Regions from separate parts of the Mus musculus genome. Here regions 1, 2, 3, 5 and 6 are each linked to region 4. The links are chromatin contacts, called in public Hi-C, HiCAR-type, HiChIP or PLAC-seq and promoter capture Hi-C maps. All regions are on one chromosome and are shown on one strand. The core of a region is the stretch at or near the end of the contact, and the rest is flanking DNA. Distances in the headings are between cores, read along the strand shown.

Evidence for each region. Promoter capture Hi-C pulls out the DNA fragments that hold promoters and counts their contacts. Hi-C and Micro-C count contacts between places; a contact is called where the count stands out from the background. HiCAR-type assays count read pairs that join an accessible place to other places. HiChIP or PLAC-seq counts read pairs in DNA pulled down with a chosen protein or histone mark.
Region 1: an H3K4me3 HiChIP or PLAC-seq map of embryonic stem cells shows a contact between it and region 4, with 4 times the contacts expected there. The contact joins the promoter of Tmem144 here to the promoter of Pdgfc in region 4. A contact is called at or near these places in 17 of 39 promoter capture datasets (the 3T3-L1 cell line, 3T3-L1-derived adipocytes, the C10 cell line and 9 more), 1 of 15 datasets of contacts at CTCF or cohesin (the NIH/3T3 cell line), 7 of 484 Hi-C or Micro-C datasets (the AML12 cell line, embryonic fibroblasts, nephron progenitors and 1 more), 12 of 115 datasets of contacts at active chromatin or transcription factors (bone marrow-derived macrophages, cardiomyocytes, craniofacial prominence and 5 more) and 2 of 9 other capture datasets (adipose tissue and macrophages).
Region 2: a contact with region 4 is called in a Hi-C map of uterus, with 4 times the contacts expected there. The contact joins the promoter of Gask1b here to the promoter of Pdgfc in region 4. A contact is called at or near these places in 13 of 39 promoter capture datasets (the 3T3-L1 cell line, the C10 cell line, cranial neural crest and 7 more), 1 of 15 datasets of contacts at CTCF or cohesin (large pre-B cells), 3 of 484 Hi-C or Micro-C datasets (the AtT-20 cell line, cerebral cortex and uterus), 6 of 115 datasets of contacts at active chromatin or transcription factors (the NIH/3T3 cell line, cardiomyocytes, embryonic forebrain and 2 more) and 1 of 9 other capture datasets (macrophages).
Region 3: a contact with region 4 is called in a HiCAR-type map of astrocytes, with 3 times the contacts expected there. The contact joins the promoter of Gucy1b1 here to the promoter of Pdgfc in region 4. A contact is called at or near these places in 2 of 39 promoter capture datasets (the C10 cell line and hippocampal neurons) and 1 of 115 datasets of contacts at active chromatin or transcription factors (astrocytes).
Region 5: a Hi-C map of embryonic fibroblasts shows a contact between it and region 4, with 3 times the contacts expected there. The contact joins the enhancer-like site here to the promoter of Pdgfc in region 4. A contact is called at or near these places in 3 of 39 promoter capture datasets (the 3T3-L1 cell line and pre-B cells), 1 of 484 Hi-C or Micro-C datasets (embryonic fibroblasts), 2 of 115 datasets of contacts at active chromatin or transcription factors (the NIH/3T3 cell line and embryonic limb bud) and 2 of 9 other capture datasets (embryonic tail and embryonic trunk).
Region 6: a contact with region 4 is called in a promoter capture Hi-C map of stem cell-derived epiblast-like cells, with 3 times the contacts expected there. The contact joins the promoter of Map9 here to the promoter of Pdgfc in region 4. A contact is called at or near these places in 9 of 39 promoter capture datasets (the 3T3-L1 cell line, cranial neural crest, frontonasal cranial neural crest and 5 more), 4 of 484 Hi-C or Micro-C datasets (the N1E-115 cell line, cerebral cortex, cortical neurons and 1 more) and 4 of 115 datasets of contacts at active chromatin or transcription factors (astrocytes, embryonic stem cells and stem cell-derived neural progenitor cells).

The regions. Positions count from the first base shown.
Region 1 is chr3:79,841,554-79,844,326 of GRCm38.p6, reverse strand. Tmem144 (transmembrane protein 144) reads left to right here and starts at 1,418. Exons shown (of 12, transcript NM_001379543.1): 1 at 1,418-1,556.
Region 2 is chr3:79,884,618-79,887,317 of GRCm38.p6, reverse strand. It overlaps Gask1b (golgi associated kinase 1B), which reads right to left and starts at 1,388. Exons shown (of 4, transcript NM_133187.3): 1 at 188-1,388. The coding sequence starts at 1,091. It overlaps Gm36569 (a long non-coding RNA gene), which reads left to right and starts at 512. Exons shown (of 3, transcript XR_375740.1): 1 at 512-1,222.
Region 3 is chr3:82,073,203-82,076,018 of GRCm38.p6, reverse strand. It overlaps Gucy1b1 (guanylate cyclase 1, soluble, beta 1), which reads left to right and starts at 1,308. Exons shown (of 14, transcript NM_017469.4): 1 at 1,308-1,447; 2 at 1,948-2,021. The coding sequence starts at 1,445.
Region 4 is chr3:81,035,086-81,037,785 of GRCm38.p6, reverse strand. Pdgfc (platelet-derived growth factor, C polypeptide) reads right to left here and starts at 1,370. Exons shown (of 6, transcript NM_019971.3): 1 at 232-1,370. The coding sequence starts at 349.
Region 5 is chr3:79,994,605-79,997,304 of GRCm38.p6, reverse strand. No RefSeq gene overlaps it. Among named protein-coding and RNA genes, the nearest start is that of Gm36569, 110 kb to the right of the region's middle. Within about 2 kb of position 1,409, at least 77 of the 459 cell types and tissues checked have an H3K27ac peak or open chromatin away from gene starts, as enhancers often do. A contact at or near this core is called in the NIH/3T3 cell line and embryonic fibroblasts, where this site is marked.
Region 6 is chr3:82,356,626-82,359,563 of GRCm38.p6, reverse strand. Map9 (microtubule-associated protein 9) reads right to left here and starts at 1,492. Exons shown (of 14, transcript NM_001081230.1): 1 at 1,309-1,492; 2 at 440-589. The coding sequence starts at 514.

The DNA.
Region 1 (2,773 bases), core at 169-2,668, 1.2 Mb after region 4:
AAGAAACCTTATCTCCTAACGTCTCCACTTTTCTTCTCTTTCTTGTGAATCTCACATGACCAGATAGTGGATGGTGTCAGCTTAATCCACTCCAAGAGGCCTGCCTGCCTCAAACTCAGACTAGGCCAGGACCTAGCACTTCCTCTTCTTGAAGTTCACATCTGTGTCTTCTGCTGTGCTAGTATCCGGCCTAGAGAGACAGCCTTGCTGTCTAGGAGAGGTCTGTCACACACACACACACACACACACACACACACACACACACACACAAGAGCGCGCACACAGACACATATGGACGCGCGCGCACACATACACACACATGCACGCACACACACACGCACACAGTCACACACACACACTCACACGAACACATGCACAGAGAGAGAGAGAGAGAGAGAGAGAGAGAGAGAGAGAGAGGGAGAGAGGGAGAGAGGGAGACAGAGAGAGATGAACACACACACACACAAACACACACACACACACACACACACACACACACGAGCGCACACACAGACACACATATGGACGTGCGCGCACACATACACACACACGCGCACGCACACAGTCACACACACACACACACACACACGTGGTTTTCAGCTACAGAAGAGGCAGGTAAATCTACATCATATGCTAGTGGTTGCTTTTACCTCTGAATCTCAATCGGATGTCCGAAGCCTGCACTCCTGTCCATTGCTCTTGATTCTTACAGCTCTTTAGGTGGGGTGGGATACAGCTACTGCTCTGGAACGTGATGCACAGCCTGGTTTCACAGGAAAGCTTCCTGGAAGCTATTTTCAAAGAAATTACCTCCCGGGCCAAGCTTTATTTTCCGCAACTCCAGTGTATGGATTTGTATAAAGCCACCTCCCTTGTCTACTGAAATGTGCCAGCAAGCCACAAAGGCATTTAGTTCACATTACAGTAGCACACATTAATTGTTTACATTTGTCTAAGCTCATGATTCCAGCTACATGGGAGGCTGAGGCAGGAGGATCACAGAGTCTACTTGGGCTGTGGAGTGAGCGTTAAGCCAGTCTAGGCAACTTCGGAATAAGCTGTCTCAACTTTAAAAAGGGGGAATGAGAGTTGGGAGTGCAAATTAGGAGAGATTGCCTAACAACAAAGGCAAACCGGGATGGAATGAGCATTTATTTTGTAACTGTGTGAGGTAGCTCCGGCTTTGTCTCATCCACAAACTGCACAATTAAAGGTGTGGTGTTTAGCAGAAGGTGACTTGCTACTCACTGAACGAGCTCTTCTTTAAAGGGGGGGGGGGGGGGGGGGCACGACACTCTCTAGTTAACTCGCTGACTGACAGAGGGCCTGAGGACTCCTTAGTCACCTGACTGAGCTCCAGCCCTCCGCTGGGAGGGTGTCCTGAGCCTCCGCCTGGGAGGGACTCCGGTCTCCCTTCAGATTCCGGCAGGAAGTCCGCACGCGTCCAGGGAAGAGTCAGCGCAGTGAGACCCCACCAGGTCACCTGAGTCTAAGGTGCCCCTGGGTCTGAGAGCCGCCCTGCAACCTTCAGCTCCTCGGGAAAACTCGCAGAGCAAGTAAGTGCCAGCACTCGTGACGTCAGCCCAGAGACAGGCGAAGCTGCACTCAGATTGGAGGAAATTAAAGGAAACCAGAAATGAAATCTTTAAACTAGAGCAGGCGGCATTGATCGAGCGCCGGCACTATCTTAAACGCAGGGGAGGAGCTGCTTAAAACTTTAAAGTAGTCGGGAGAAAAAGCAGATATACCAGTAATGAAACGAAAGTAGTAAATTTTTTAGAAAGAATGAATGTAGCTTAATAAAATATTAAGTGGATACTTAACACGTAAACCTTAGAATCCTTGGACTTGAGACTTTTCCACGGAATGTTGAAAGCTTTTACCTTGGAGAAATACGAACTATTTCGATAGCTGCTGCCTGGTTGGTAATCTGTCTAAGGTAAACGCGTGTGGGCAGGTCACGTGCTACCTGACCCACGTGATATTTATGGTCCTATTGTCTAACTAAAACTTGAAAAAATTTTAAATGAATGGGAGGGATCTAGCACAAGTTTAAAGCTTGACTGAGCTCTGAAGCGAGTTTAAAGTCTGCCTAGAAAAGCTTGGCGAGACTGTCTCAAATCAAACAAAGTAAAAACGGGGTTCGGGTATAGCTGAGCAGAGCGTTTGCCGAGCATGCCGTATTATTAAAAAATATAATAATAATAATAATAATAATAATAATAATGGATTTTGTTTGCTTGCTTGCTTTTTTAAAGACAGGGTCACACTAGTGTTGTCCTGGATGGTCTGGAACTAGCTATGTAAACCAAGCAGGCGATGATCTCAAAGATCTTCCTGCTTCTGCCTTCTGAGTGCCGGAAGTTAGCTTGCTACCAACCTAGACTGAAAATAAGATTTTTAGAGGAATAATTTGGGGCTAGGTTTGTGCGAAAAAAGGGTTGGGGATACATGTTCAGTAAAGTAATGATGCTTCTCTTTACCACAGAAATGTCACTGATTTAACGCGAGATGGACTCTTCCTTATGGCAGTCTGGGATTGTTGGTTCACAGGGAATTAGATCATGTGCTTTTGGAAATGCTCTGGAGCCGTGTGCTGTAAACGAACATCGTTTATCTAAGGCAATAACTGACTGGAGTTGATTCAGCAGTCAAATGAGGTCATGCGCTCTAATTAGCACTACTAATTATTCATCCAATTCAGGCTGAAACCTGTGGCTGCCCATCAATACCCCTTAGTGGAGCCTTCTTTTCTGTAAAATAATCTACCTCA
Region 2 (2,700 bases), core at 139-2,638, 1.2 Mb after region 4:
AGAACTCTAATATCCCCAGACTGGGAAATAGAAGAATGCCACGCGTATGGAAAAATGACGCTACTGCTGCTGCTGCTGTCCAAATGGGAAACATGGGTGGGGAAAATAATTCAGAGAGAGTGGGGGAAAGGAGAAAACGATCCCAAATCCCCAGCAGCTGCAAATAAGAAGCAAGTGAATCTGTTACCTTGGATGAACTCTAATTTCCTGCTCACAGATGGCAGGGTCCTGTTGAGACCCAGGATCCTGTCCAGGTGGAAGGCGAACACTTCACTCATGTCCAGCGGCTGCTTGAGAAGCCCACAGGGGCTAGGCCCGCAGCCAGGCACAGAGCCTGAGGTGCTCCCTTCCAACACCAGCAAGCGGGTACCACTCTTAGAGATAGGTAGGATGCTAGCCACCTCACTATCAGCCAGGAGGCGCATTCTGCGGATGTCTTCTTTGCTCAGCCATGAGGGGGCGCTCTCGCTATAAATCCTAATGTTGCTCTCTCGGGCCCTAGGCTGCTGCAAGTTTGAACCTCTAGTTCTGACTCCAGGACCACGCAGCACCCTCCAGGGTCGTTCACCAACCTTGGTTAGGTAACCCTGAACATAGCCAGGTACTTCAGCATCTGCTGCCCGTGCAGCTTCCTGCTGTATAAGGGATGGTCTAACCAGCACCTCCTGATCAGGGGCTGCAGATGCCACCGCATACTTCTTCCTGCGCTTGGGTTTCACCGTGCCACGGATATTCGCAGGCTTGCTGCGCTTGGAGCGTAGAGTAATGTACACCACGTTGGGCTGCAAAGTGCTTCCATTGCCCTGCAACTCTGGAGGGGCCAGGGTACCATCCAGGGGAATCTCAGAGAAGGGTACCTTGAAGATGTCGTGACCGTTGGGTGGTCCCCTGTCAGTCGCCTGCCCATGCTGAAAGGAACCTCTGCCCACCTGGCTCACCAGAAAGCCCAGGTAGATGGCACAGGCAGTGCCCAGCAGGAGGTTCCGTCTGGTCCTGGGACGCCGACTACTCCAAAGTTTACACACTCGTGGGGCGCACAGAGAGCAGACAAACCAGTTTACGAGCTGCCCCGGCTTGTCTGGACAGGTCATTTCTCTGCCGCTTCCACATGCTGAACTGAGTTTAAAGTCTGCAGCTGGCTCCGGGTGACATGATTCATGGCTTCCTGAATCCAGCCGTCCAGTCCGCTTCGCTATCTAAGTGGTCTCCAACAGGCAGAGAGGTAAAAGAGAAGGGTCGCTGCTGCGGGTTCTGGGAACGCTTTGTGAACTGGCCACCGCAAGCCTTTTAAACTCCTATCAGCCTTTCCCAGGAGAAAGGAGGGCTGACTCTGGGAATGAATGGAAACAAGAGTTGACTGAATCACTAACTCAACCCATTTCAGTTCCTCTACAAGAGGAAAGAGGCGAGTAACCCTTTCCTTCCACAAATTCTACCAAGTTTGGTGTAAAGTTTAAAATGCGGAAGCAAGATAGGTGTGTGAGTCTGATTTTACTTTAAAGTAATGAAGACAAGCTGCAAAGAGCGTTTGCTAGCTCACAGTTAAAGCCACTACATCTGAGAAGCAAAACTCTTAAAAGTCATCAACCAGGATCCCCTGCAGACCCCCTTTTTGTGATTCAGAAATAAGAAAAGAAATAAATACTTTTTAAGATTTTTATAGACACCCTAACTTTTGTAAGATATATATTACAAAAATATCAAGTAGTGAGTTCATATTTAAACATATTCTCTTAACTAATGTTCCACATTGTTTTCACAATATATTCCATATCTAAAATTGTTATTTAACTACCCCTTGATGTTTATATAGCTTGAAAAGGGTGAGTTCTCTCTCTCTCTCTCTCTCTCTCTCTCTCTCTCTCTCTCTCTCTCACACACACACACACACACACACACACACACACACACAACTTTTTATTCCTTTTCTTTCCACTAAAGAGAGCAAAAATGAAAGAAAAGAATATCTAGGTTTTTTGGTGGGTTTTTTTTTGTTGTTTTTTTTTTTGTTGTTGTTTTTTTTGCCTTTTTCTTCACATTTTTAAATAGAGGGAAAAAGTTGTTTAAGAAGAAAAACAAAACTTTACTTACACAGCTGGCCCCACGCTTAGCTCCAGGAAGAATGGAATTCCTGACTCTAATGCACAGAACTTTGAAAGGCTGAGGCACGTAAGGAGAACATATTTCATGGCCAAGGGTGTTCCACCTTTCAAACATCTCGGCTCAGCCTTAAAAGCTGCCGCCTTCTAACAGCGGAGCAAAATGATTTGTAAACTGGCTGCTGCGCCGTTTTCAGACACGTGAGGTTCTTTTTAAAGATGACTAAAAAAATAAAAAATAAAATTTAATTTTGAATTTCTCCAAACACAGCTCAGACCCAGTTTTCATTCAAACAACTTTCTGCTCCTTTCAGCCCCTGGGAGCCCCCTAGTGTCTCATTTGCTAAGCGACACAGAAATGGCAGCCTTGGGAAGCTGAAGTGATCTGAAGTGTTTTGCTGGAGTTGGCGGAGACCCTGTTGCCAAATAAATACCTTAGAAAAATGAGGAGTGCCCACTGACCCCTGCCTGACCCCACGGAGTTGGGAAGGGGAAACTGGACGCCAGAGTCCAGGGCCTGCAACTTACCTTACATCTGGGCTGTTTGCAGACTAACTCTTGTCTCCCACCAGTTCTCGATGGGGGTAAAACGGCCAGGAAA
Region 3 (2,816 bases), core at 59-2,558, 1.0 Mb before region 4:
GAGAGAGAGAGAGAGAGAGGAAGGAAGAGAGAAAGAGAGAGAGGGGGAGGAAGGAAGGAAGAGAGAAAGAAAGAAAGAAAGAAAGAAAGAAAGAAAGAAAGAAAGAAAGAAAGAAAGAGGGAAGGAGAAAGGGAAGGAGGGAAGGAGGGAGGGAGGGAGAAAGACATACTGGAGAGGGATGAAATGTTCACACATTTGTAATGGGCCCTTGGATGGATGGATGGATGGATGGATGGATGGGTGGGTGGGTGGGTGGACTGATGGACAGACAGACAAACAGACAAAACAGAAATACAAGACAAATCTAAAACTTCTGGAATTCTAACTCCTGGGTTGTAATATGGCCTGTCCTGTAAAGTTCACAGACAAGATGGCTTAACGTTTTGCTCACAATTATGTTTGCACATGAAGTATCTATCCTCCAAGAAGATACATGAAGTATCTATCCTCCGAGAAGGTACTTGAGAGCATATTCCCCAGCTGGGAAATACCAGTTTGGAAACTTCTGGAAGCCTTTTTGGAGTTTGTAAGTAGACCACTGTGGGTGTCCTTGGGAACTGTAAGCCTCTACTGGGCCCACCTGTGTGTCTCTGTAATGAACTAAACAGCCTCGGCCATTCTCTCAGCCACCATGGAGTTGGGCTGTTCCACACGCCCCAAAGCAACGGAGACAAAAAAAAAAGCGAAAACAAAAACAAAAAACGATGGATCTCTAAAAACCACAGGCAAAAACATGAATTCTGCTGGTTAATGTCAGGTATTTTGTCTCAATGGCAAAAAGTCTAATGCAGTTGCTAAACCTCTTGTATATTACAAAACATCTTAGTTTGTGCACTTGATTATTAACTTAATTGACTAAAAGTAAAAATGTTAATTTTGTAGGATTAGCTATGTTTGCCAGCTGTTGCTAGGTAAAGCAACAGAGGAAATGTTTATGTGCATAACTACAAAAAACATGACGATGTTAATCAACACTGGGCGCGCGCGCGCGCACACACACACACACACACACACACACACACACACACACACACGCCCAAGCTCTAGGACATTAGAACAGATGTACGAGGATGACAATGACAATACCCCATCCATGCTGGAAGGAGCACAGCTGGTTCTGTTCTATCTGCCTTAAGGCCTCAAAAGAAATGACTTGTCACCAGACTGGGGCGGGAAAATGTTTGAGCACAGTAGCTCTGAGCCCATCTGAATTCCCTCCTCTGTCACTGATTGGCTAAGATATGGGAAGAAACAGCGCCCAGCCTCCTGCGGCTCCACTCGTCATTGGCTGAGAAGAGGTGGCAATCAGAGTTGGCCGAGACTGATGCCCTAGCTTCAGCTCTGTGCTGGTCTGGGAGCACTGTCGCCGCTGTAGTCGCTGTCTGGGTCCCTTCCGCGGTACTCTTGCCTGGAAGCTGCTTCCTAGGCTCCGGGCGCGGACACCATGGTGAGTGCTGTCAGGATGGTCAGCGGAACATCACACCTGAGCGGGTGGACCTTGACTGGCTAGAGAGCTGGCTGAGATGCAGAAACAAGCCCCAGGGCACACAGAGCGGAGGGCCGCGAGGAACAGCGCTTTTGGTGGGAGGTGGGGACATATGATCTGCTGGAGTGCTCCGAGTCTCTGGGTCTGGTTGGGTCCCCACCACTCAACCCCAGCCTCCAACTTCTGGGGATTCTGGGTTCCACGGGCAGGGTGGTGTGGGAAGCTCAGGGCTCAGGTTCCTGAGCTACCCCTGTTGCACCACGGTGACAGGTGAGCAGGGGTAAGAAGATGGGGGAGGGGAAAGGGACGACGAGAATTCAAAGATCCCGCAGAGTCCCCCCTTTTAGAATAGGGTACCCGAAAGCTTATCCTGAAGGCGAATGACAGGTCAGAGGCACCGGGTGGAAGACCGGGTTGCAAGGCGCGGGTCCTTGACCACGGTCTCTCTCTCTGCCCTTCAGTACGGTTTCGTGAACCATGCCCTGGAGCTGCTGGTGATCCGCAATTATGGTCCCGAGGTGTGGGAAGACATCAAGTAAGTGAACAGCCCCGCTCCCAGGGCCGCGCGTTGGCACCGAGCCCGCGCCCGCCCGCTTCCCTGGCTGCTCCCAGCAGGGTCGTGGTGCGCATCCTCCGGTCTCCTCTCCCACGCTCCGAAGCCGGGACCAGGAGAGGAGGGTAGGCCGGGGCGTGGCCGCGTGATCAAGCCCCTTGGGGTCGCTGCGGCCTCTTCACCCGGACTGAGCGTGGGAACACCCAGACAGGCAGAGCACTGTGACTCCCAGGCCAGGTTCAGAGGGTTGGCTAGCTCCCATGCAAGGGGACCTGGGGGCTTCCTGGGCCTCTGCAAGGTCTTAGGATCAGAGGCAGGAAATGAACAGAAGATTCGCTTTCTTTTGCGATTTGCACACCAGGAACACGTAATATGGTTAAATCATTTGGTTATGGTATAGTACACTCAAAGATTATTTCTCCAGTAAGTCATGAGAAACCGATATGTAATAAAGGGACATTTTCCCTTTAACTTGCCCAAATCACCCTTGCTTTGCTGTGTTTTCTTCTGGCAACCCTAGCAGGGCATCCTAGTTTCTGTAGAGCTTTGAGTCTGGTACTCAGATAAGACGAGAAAATAGACTTATCTGAGATTTTAAGGCCCAAGGCATCTCTTAAGCTTTCTGTAGGTCTAAGGAGGAGGTTTATTGGGGATTGAAGCCAGAACCTTGTCCTTGACAGGCAAACACAATGCCACTGAACTTTATGTCTGGCCTTTATGTTTTTGAGACGGGATCTCCCTACACACAGCGTAGGCTGTCCTGGAACTGCCAATCTT
Region 4 (2,700 bases), core at 121-2,620:
CTGAGGTTGCGGGGCACTTCCCGCTCCCTCTACTCAGTGAGCTTCGGAAGTTGCAAACTGCCGAAATCTGCCCCCACCCCAGAAAGTGCACGCGGACTCAGGAAACTCCCATCTGCAGCGCCAGAGACCCGACCATCAGCTCCACGACTGGAGGACCCCACATGCCACCGCACAATGCCAACCCGAACGCACAGCGAGACGCGGGAAGGGGGAGGAGGGGGCGATACTCACCGTTCTGTTCCTTGTCGCTGGAGAGCTGCAACTTGCTGCTCAGGTTGGACTCAGCCCGAGTCCCCGTTCTTTGGCCGGCCAGGGCAGATGTCAGCAGGAGGAGGCCGAGGAGGAGCATTTGGCTGACTGGGGCGAGGGCTCACTCGCGGCGGGCACTGGGGAAGCGACGACTCCAAGGCTCAGCCCAGCCGGGGAAAGGCTGCGCTGCGGTGGAAGCGCCTGGCCGGCTCTGGCAGCAGAGAATCGCAGGGTAGTTTCCACATAATCCCATCCAAAAGTTTTTCCTAGAGCCCTCTTCTGTGTCTCCAGTTTTTGAAAAGGATCAAAGCAAAACCTGGACCTGAACCAGTTTCCCAAGGTTTAAACAAATCCTGAGCTGTGCCGAAGTGCGGGGGGTGGGGGTAGGCGAGGGAGGAAAGAAGGGGTGGGGACGCGGGGGAGCGGCGATGAGTCGTGGCGACTCGCAGGGAGCACCTGTCAGTTTGGGGGACAGGACACAGGCGAGGACTCGGGGTCCCGCCAAGCCAGACTGGAAGCCAGGTCGGCAGCGAGGCGAGCACCTTGGGATCAATGACAAAGCTGCTGATCGGGGCGGCAGGCGGCGCCCCACCCCCACCTGGGGGGAGGGGACCGTGCCCTGCGAGTGCCGCGCGGGTCCCGGGCGGGCAGAGAGGCCGCGGGGACGACTCGGGACTGGCCCGGATCCACCGCGGAGCCTCCTCCTTGCTGCAGTCGGTGGCCACCGAAGTTCCCTCGGGTACCGGCGAAGTGCTGCGGGAAGCCGGGAGAGCTTGGGCGGCTCGGAGTCGCGAGCGCTCGGATGCCTGCCCTAAGGCAGGGCAGGACGCAGGGCTGAGGAGAGGTGGCGGCTAAGCACGGGCGGCTAAGGGAAGGCCTGGCTGGCCTGGAGGATCGCTCTTGTCCCCTCCCCGTCTCCACTTTCCCCCAGCGGGCGGCGCGCGGGGCGCGGGGCTGGCGGCCGGGCGGGCGCGGGGGGCGCGGGGGGCGCGGGCGGCCAGCTGGCGGGCCAACAGGTGCTGGCGCAGACAGGGGGCACTGCGGGCCCCGCGGCAGACGGAGCCCACACTGCGGCGAGGAATGCCGCCAGGCGGCCCCCAGCTTCCTTTCCCCTGGGCGCCCCTAACCCCAAATAAGGAGTCTGCGGGCTGTTCAAGGGTGCTGCAAACTCAGAGAAAGAGAGAGGGAAAAAAAAGTAGGAGAGGACAGCCACTCCTTCTCTTCTGGCTCTCCCTGGCTGTAACTTGTCTTTCATTCCTAAGGGGATCCCCACTCCCAAAGCGCTTTGTCAGGACTCGTGGCCAGAGTTCTGCACTGAAGGAGGGAAGTTGAACTCAAGATGCTTCCAGAATGGCTCTGTCTGAAGGAGAATGAATAAATCAAAAGTAAAGATAAAGTCAGAGTTGTAACATGAATTGAAGCCATGCACCACTGTATCCACATGAACCCTGTTTGGAGAGGAACTGGGGTTGGAGGGTACCACTGAGCAGAAGAAAGAGTCCCTGTCCTTTGCAGCTGGGTGCTGCATGATAATGAAATCTAGCTCCTAGAGTGTCTGGGGACATAGTGTGGCAATTTACACATAGGCTGTCCTGGAGCCCCTAATGTTTGAACTGGTTGCCTTTATGCACGAAGTGCTTCGTGCTGAGACTAAAGTTCCTATGGGGTTATCTAGAATGAGAAAAACATGTTAGTAGGGCCTAGGGTGGTTCCATGTGCAATACATGTGTCTCTGATAGGATTCCAATATGCTTTCCTTATCAGAAAATCCTCGTGAAAGCGTTGAAGGCACAGTAGGGTTTGAAATCTAAACAAAAGATGCATCTTTGGATGGAGGGGTAATAAAAAAAGAAAATGAAAATAAGGAAAATAAAAATAACATTAGAGCAAGCAAATGCCTTGGTGTGCAGTCAGACAGATGTATCACCAAGTACTTAGTTGAATCAGTCAGGGCATGCAATCCAACCATAGAACCAAGGTAAACATAATCCTGAAACCGGGCATGACCTGGAGACAGAAATAAAAGATGGGACCAGTCCAAACGATAAAATGTTAATCTTTTCCTTTGTTCTTGGACACCACTGGGGCCTACCAAACAACCCTGTTCTAGCCAGGTCTCTGTCCTCTTCTCTCTTCCTTCAAATGAGTACTTGACAGGTTGTTCATTATAACTCCTGCTTGGCATCCAGGAAGTCCCCGGGACCAAATAAAGAAAGATGCTGTTCTCCTGTGAAATCCTTACAAACCTGTTCCATTCATTCATTCTTATCTGTGGGATTTCCACCTTTACAGTGTTGGATAGAAAGTCTCTTGCTTAGACTTTAAGTGTATGGATGTTAATGGTACAAGCCTTGTTACTTTATTCAAGTTAGCAGTGCATCATCTTCAGTGCCATTCCATTGTGACATACGTGTATTCCAAAAGTGTTCTGTACATTCCTGAATATGCAAA
Region 5 (2,700 bases), core at 160-2,659, 1.0 Mb after region 4:
TTAAAAACACACATATTTAAAATTATAGATTGTTTAAAGATTTACATTATTAAAAAGAAAAAAACCTAAAAGCTTTCATTTTCTAATCTTGCCTCTTCACAGTTCATTATGCCAGACTTTCATAAAGAATATGAATTCATTTTTGATGTCTGTAGATAGTTGTTAATCTGCATCTTCTTCCCTGTCTCTAGTCAGGCTGAACAAAAATGTCGGCTACTCCTTCAGACTTCACAAAAGCTGCATCACTGAGAGACTGCTCACCCTAGCCACTCTCAAATTGCAGGGAAAGCTGTCAGCCTCCACTGTCTCTTCTCCCCTGTACTTCCCACTGCAATTCATTTTTAGACCTGCTTGAGAATCTGCACGAGGAGGTCTCATGAAAGAAGTAACAGACTTTCAGTGTTCTCCTGGTACCGATGCCATGACATTCTAAGCATCTCTAGATCTGAACCCAGTCCCAAGTGTGTAGGCTGTGACCAATCACTGGGCAGATTTGATGGGTCATACTAGGCTAAAATAATGAAAGACTTTTGGAATAAATCTTCTATTTTCAATAAAATGTATCTGTAATTCTGGCTCTTTATTCAGCTTATGTAAATCCACTTTTTATAATTCTTGGATTCTGATAACGTTACATGACCTTTTCCTCCTCTGCTCTCCCTCCTCCTTCTCCCTCTGTTCCTCATTTTCCTTTTCTATAACTTTTCCTACAAGGGTTAGTGCTAGCTTTCCTGACACAAAGGGAAATTCATCCTCTGTCCTGACATCCCTTGAAGGTGTCACAACAGATGTTTTTTGAACCCCAGCCAAGATGTGGATTTACTTGGATGTCTTGGTCTGCTCCATAAATACGTTAAAGTGACTTGGGTATTAAGATACTACATGGCACTGGCTTCCTTATGGCCATAGACTGAATTTTAGCTTATATACTTTGCCCTGTGAATTCTTAGTTCAAGAAACATACTAGCTAAAATGAAGGGGTCAAAGTCCTTTTTTTTTCTTAGTTATTCTACAAAGGACTTAGCCATTGTTTGCTTGGGTGATTCCTGGAAATATGCTTTGGTCTTGAAATCAAGGGCTTGTCCTCATCACAGAACTGAGTCTGAAACATTCTTCCCTACATTAAAATGTCTTCCTACGGTAGAACATATTGCTTTATCTGAAAAAAATATTTGTATATGGGTCTCCCTTCTCCTGGGGGTAGGGGATGTACTTTGGCCACCTACACGTAAGGGCCGAGGGAACAGCATCATGCAGGGTGCAGACAGCCATGAGTCTGATAGAAGGACTTCAGAACAGAGCTTAAGTGAGACAACTCTACTTTAGTGTTCCGAGGCAGGGTATATAGGGCTCCTAAGGGTGGAGAGAGCTGATTGGCCAGAACCCAGTACTTAATTATCATTCGGCTGGGAAGCTAGAGCAGGACTTGTGTGCTGAGTCATGCAGCATTTGCAGAGAGCTCTGCACAGTCATCCTCCAAACAAGGTCAGGCATCTGTGTTCAGAGACGCTTTCCAACCAGTGCCAGGTAGAGAAAGGGAACCCCTGACGGAAAGGGGAGTCCTCCATTCTGCATCAAGCTCACAGAGCTATCCAGACATGCTGAACTGTGGCCTTAAGAACAGGCTTCTCCGACATTTGTGTTTTGCCAGGGTCAATTTCTAATCCTCATCATTTTACAATCTGTATCTCTCTGGCAGGATGACCTGTGAGCCACAGTCAATCTAGAGACAAAAGATGTTCCTTCTTTCAGGATACTATTTTCTTGTTTTACTGCCCAGACTATCCTCAGTCTACTCATCCTCTTGCTTCAGCCTTCTAATGCAAGGGTTGCAGATGTGTGCCACCACATGCAGGGGTTGCAGATGTGTGCCACCACATGCAGGGGTTGCAGATGTGTGCCACCACATACAGGGGTTGCAGATGTGTGCCACCACATCCAGCTTGAGGATTCATATTTGTCATGCATTCCTCACATTCTTCTTGCACGGGGTCTTAATTTGGTCACCATTTATGTCAGTTCTTCCTACTTTAGGCTTTGGGAAACGATTGTAGAATCTTAATATTTGAATGTCAAGATCGATATCCCTGGTCATAGGAAGGGCTCTGGAGCAATAGGGATTCCCATTCATTGCTTGGGGAAATGCAACATCCTAAATCATCTATGAAAGAGATTTGGTAGTATTGTATAAAAGAAACAGTGTCTGGCAATTATGTGTCTTGATGTTTACTCAAAGGAATTGAAATGTATGTCCAGATAAAAACCTTCCCAATAATACCTATTGGAGACTTATTCATAACTGACAAAACTTGGAGGCAACGCAGTGTCATTCCTTAAGTAAATGAATAAGCCAAGAGCAGCAGGAGGCAGCTGTCAATTCTAAAGACATTTGGGATAAAATACGTTACTATTAGTCTTTCCTACTATTTGTAACCCTCTGACAGAACTTGACTTTGCTAGATCTTAAGAGAAAAACATTTGACTGTGTGACAGAGGTGGGAATTAATATAAATAGAATGTGCACTCTAAATGCCATTTGGGTTTCATCAAGAAGTACAATTCTTGCTTCTTGTTGTTTTTTGTTTGTTTTGTTTTGTTTTGTTTGTTTTGTTTTGTTTTTGACTCAGTGTTTCATTGAGCCATATAACTTAATACTTCTAATGACGAACTGGTGGGCTAATCAAGTAAAGTCTTTATTCC
Region 6 (2,938 bases), core at 243-2,742, 1.3 Mb before region 4:
CCTACATTTTGAGGGAGGGAAGTGCTTAGGTTTGACAAGCATGACAGGCTACTTTGATAGCCTACCACTGAGGCAGACCCTCAGCCTCAAACTGGTCCTTGAAGTGTATTACAGAGATGGGCATAATGTGATAAACACGGGAACAAGAGTTGGATGCAGCATTGGCACAGTCAGACCTTGTGACGCTTACGACAGAAAACCAAAATCTAAAGAGAGCCAAGCTCTGAAGTCGCTCTTTGGCTTGCAACTTAGAAACCAAATATTGAAGACAGGATCCTACAGAGAGGGGTGTTTCAATACTGGAGCCCAAAGTTGACAGATGACCTACAACACACTAACAGTGAAGCAAGAACTCCTCCCACGTCATGCCAGATCTTGTGAGAACCAGCAAGGGCTAGGCAGCAGCATAATCAAAACCAAATGCTTTGCAGCGTTTTACCTGAAAGGAAGTTCTCTTGGTAGCCTTTGGACTCTTGGTGTACGCCAAAGTTGTGCTGAAGATTTCATCGGACATGGTGTGTCCTTTTTCTCTGCTTTTATACAACAGTTAATAAATTACTGAAATAATTCATTCAACCTCTGATGGTGGCTGAAATATACATATAAATATTTTAAAGAATTAGACGTTTTTACATGATCAAGACACTGTTCCTGGGATTAGTGCCCCACAACCCCGCTCCAAAGAGAAATCGCTCTAATCATTGTACAATATATTCACCTAAAAACGTTAAGAGCGTTTTATGTTAAGTACATAAAAATTTCACAACAAATTGGTTTTCACGAAAAGAAAATCCATGAGGAAGTTATTACTGTTCTACATCCACTAGAAGGATGAATGAACTACATAATAACAAAATGTTGCCAAACAATTTCACTTTCCATTATTAAAAACACACAGCATTGCGGACGCCACCACGACTTAGTTCAAGCTGCAACCAAGAGGACTGTCAAGGTTCCCAGCCCCGGAAATGGCTTGCACATAACAGTATTCAAAACGATGCTTAACCACAAGCAGCAGCGACATTTTCCCAAACCATTCGTTTGCTGTTACACACACATCTCCACACTAAGTTGCAGCACATCAGGCTTCCAGCGCGCGACGTCGGAGGCCCATTTGGATCGCCGGCCACCGCCCAGAGCTCCCCGGGCTGGCCAGGCGGCGTCCGCATCCCAGCTCCGCGCGGCTCCCGGCCCAGCACGCGCCAGGGCCCCGCACACCCAGCACGGTCCCCTCCGTTCCTCCACGTACCACGGCCCGCGCCTCCTGCATCCACCCCGCTCCCCGTGCACCCGGGCCCCTGTGACCACCTGAGAACCCAGCGGCTATGCTCTAGCACAGGTGTCGCCCCCGGCCCGGGCCTCGCGGTCTGGGAAACCAGGTATTGGAATAACCTGGAGGCGGGGCAAAAGATGGAGGCAGAAGGCGGTTGCTAGGCAACAGCGTCCCCGGGAGGAAGTGACTTCCAACCGCCTGGTCTCTTGGGTACCCAACACCGCCTTTCCGCCGGCGTCGCTGGGACAACCGCACAGACCAAGGAAGTGACATCACTGGTGGAGGTGTTGGGAGCGCGGTGCCCTATCAGCTTGTGTGCAATGGCTGTTACCTAGGAAACAAGACCGGCCCTCTGCCATCACGCCACAAGGAACCTTGATTGCCCCTGCTCAGAGTCCTTGTTTATAGGCAGGTATTGCGTGACCACGATGCAAAGCTTCCTTTTGCTAGTTAGAACGTGGAATGCGTGAGTCAGTGCAGTGTCAGCGGACTCAACAGAACGACGTAGTAGTGACGTTTGCAATCGTCGGAGTTAAACTGCACGTTTGATTCTTGGAATATGCAAAATAAGATCTCTATGATTTGATAAGAAACTAATAAGACTGTCTCCTTAAAGGATTGCAGTGAATACCGAATACAATATATAGCGAAATATTGGGAAATGTTTAGAATCGCATTCAGTTAATATTACATAGGAGCGTTTCTTGTAAGTAATGCAGTTGGGGGGGGGGGGGCGGAGGAGGAGGAGGCAGAGAGTAGGGGTAGGGGTGTGTGTGCTAAAGTATCCCATAAGCACACACAGCCCAGAGCCTGTTTTACATCTTTGGTGAAAAGTTTACCCTTTCTATATTTAGTAGATAATCTGGTTAAAAAGAAGTCAGCAAATAAAACACAGGGGAGAAGGCTGGAAAAAGTACTGCTGACAGTATCACTATCTTTGCCATTTAATAATTTATTAATACACAAAACACTTAAACTTTTAAAGTTACACAGACTTCATCTATTTTTAACTTGAAAAAGGTATGTCGAAATCAATTCATTAACAAGTGACTAAACTTGTTTCTGTATCTCCACAATGTTTCTTTTAAAAAATAACCCTGACAAATAGATCTTTAAATACACAAAAACAAATATGAAGTTCAGTGAGAAAAAGGTTTCTAAGTAATATTTGCAATAACTCCTTTAAAAAGCCTAGTTTAAGTTTTTCAACTTGTTCTTGGTTGGTAAATTTGTTTTGGCTAATTATGTTGTTTTTAACTATTTTTAAGTGAATATCTGCATAAGGAAAAGATTTTCTATTTTCACCAGTTACTGTTAGCTTTTCTATCCTACATTTTATTAACATCTATGATTCTGATAAAGGCCCTGTACCCACGGCGGGTACCCAAATGGGAAGAACTAATTTTTAGATAATGTGTAAGGGCTCTATTCATTTGGTATTCATTTAACTGATATAACTTTAATGTAGGCATGACTTACAAAAATAAACTTACAACAACATCAATGATAGAGAACACTGAGTTCCCAGCTACCAATAGGGCCGGGTTGCACACAATGGGAATGGGTTTCGGATGGTTGTTTGCCACAAGCACAAAGTGAGAGGCTCTAAAGAGAATTCTTTCTAGCAGCAATTCAGTTGTTACACATGTGAGTTTGAGTTGAGTA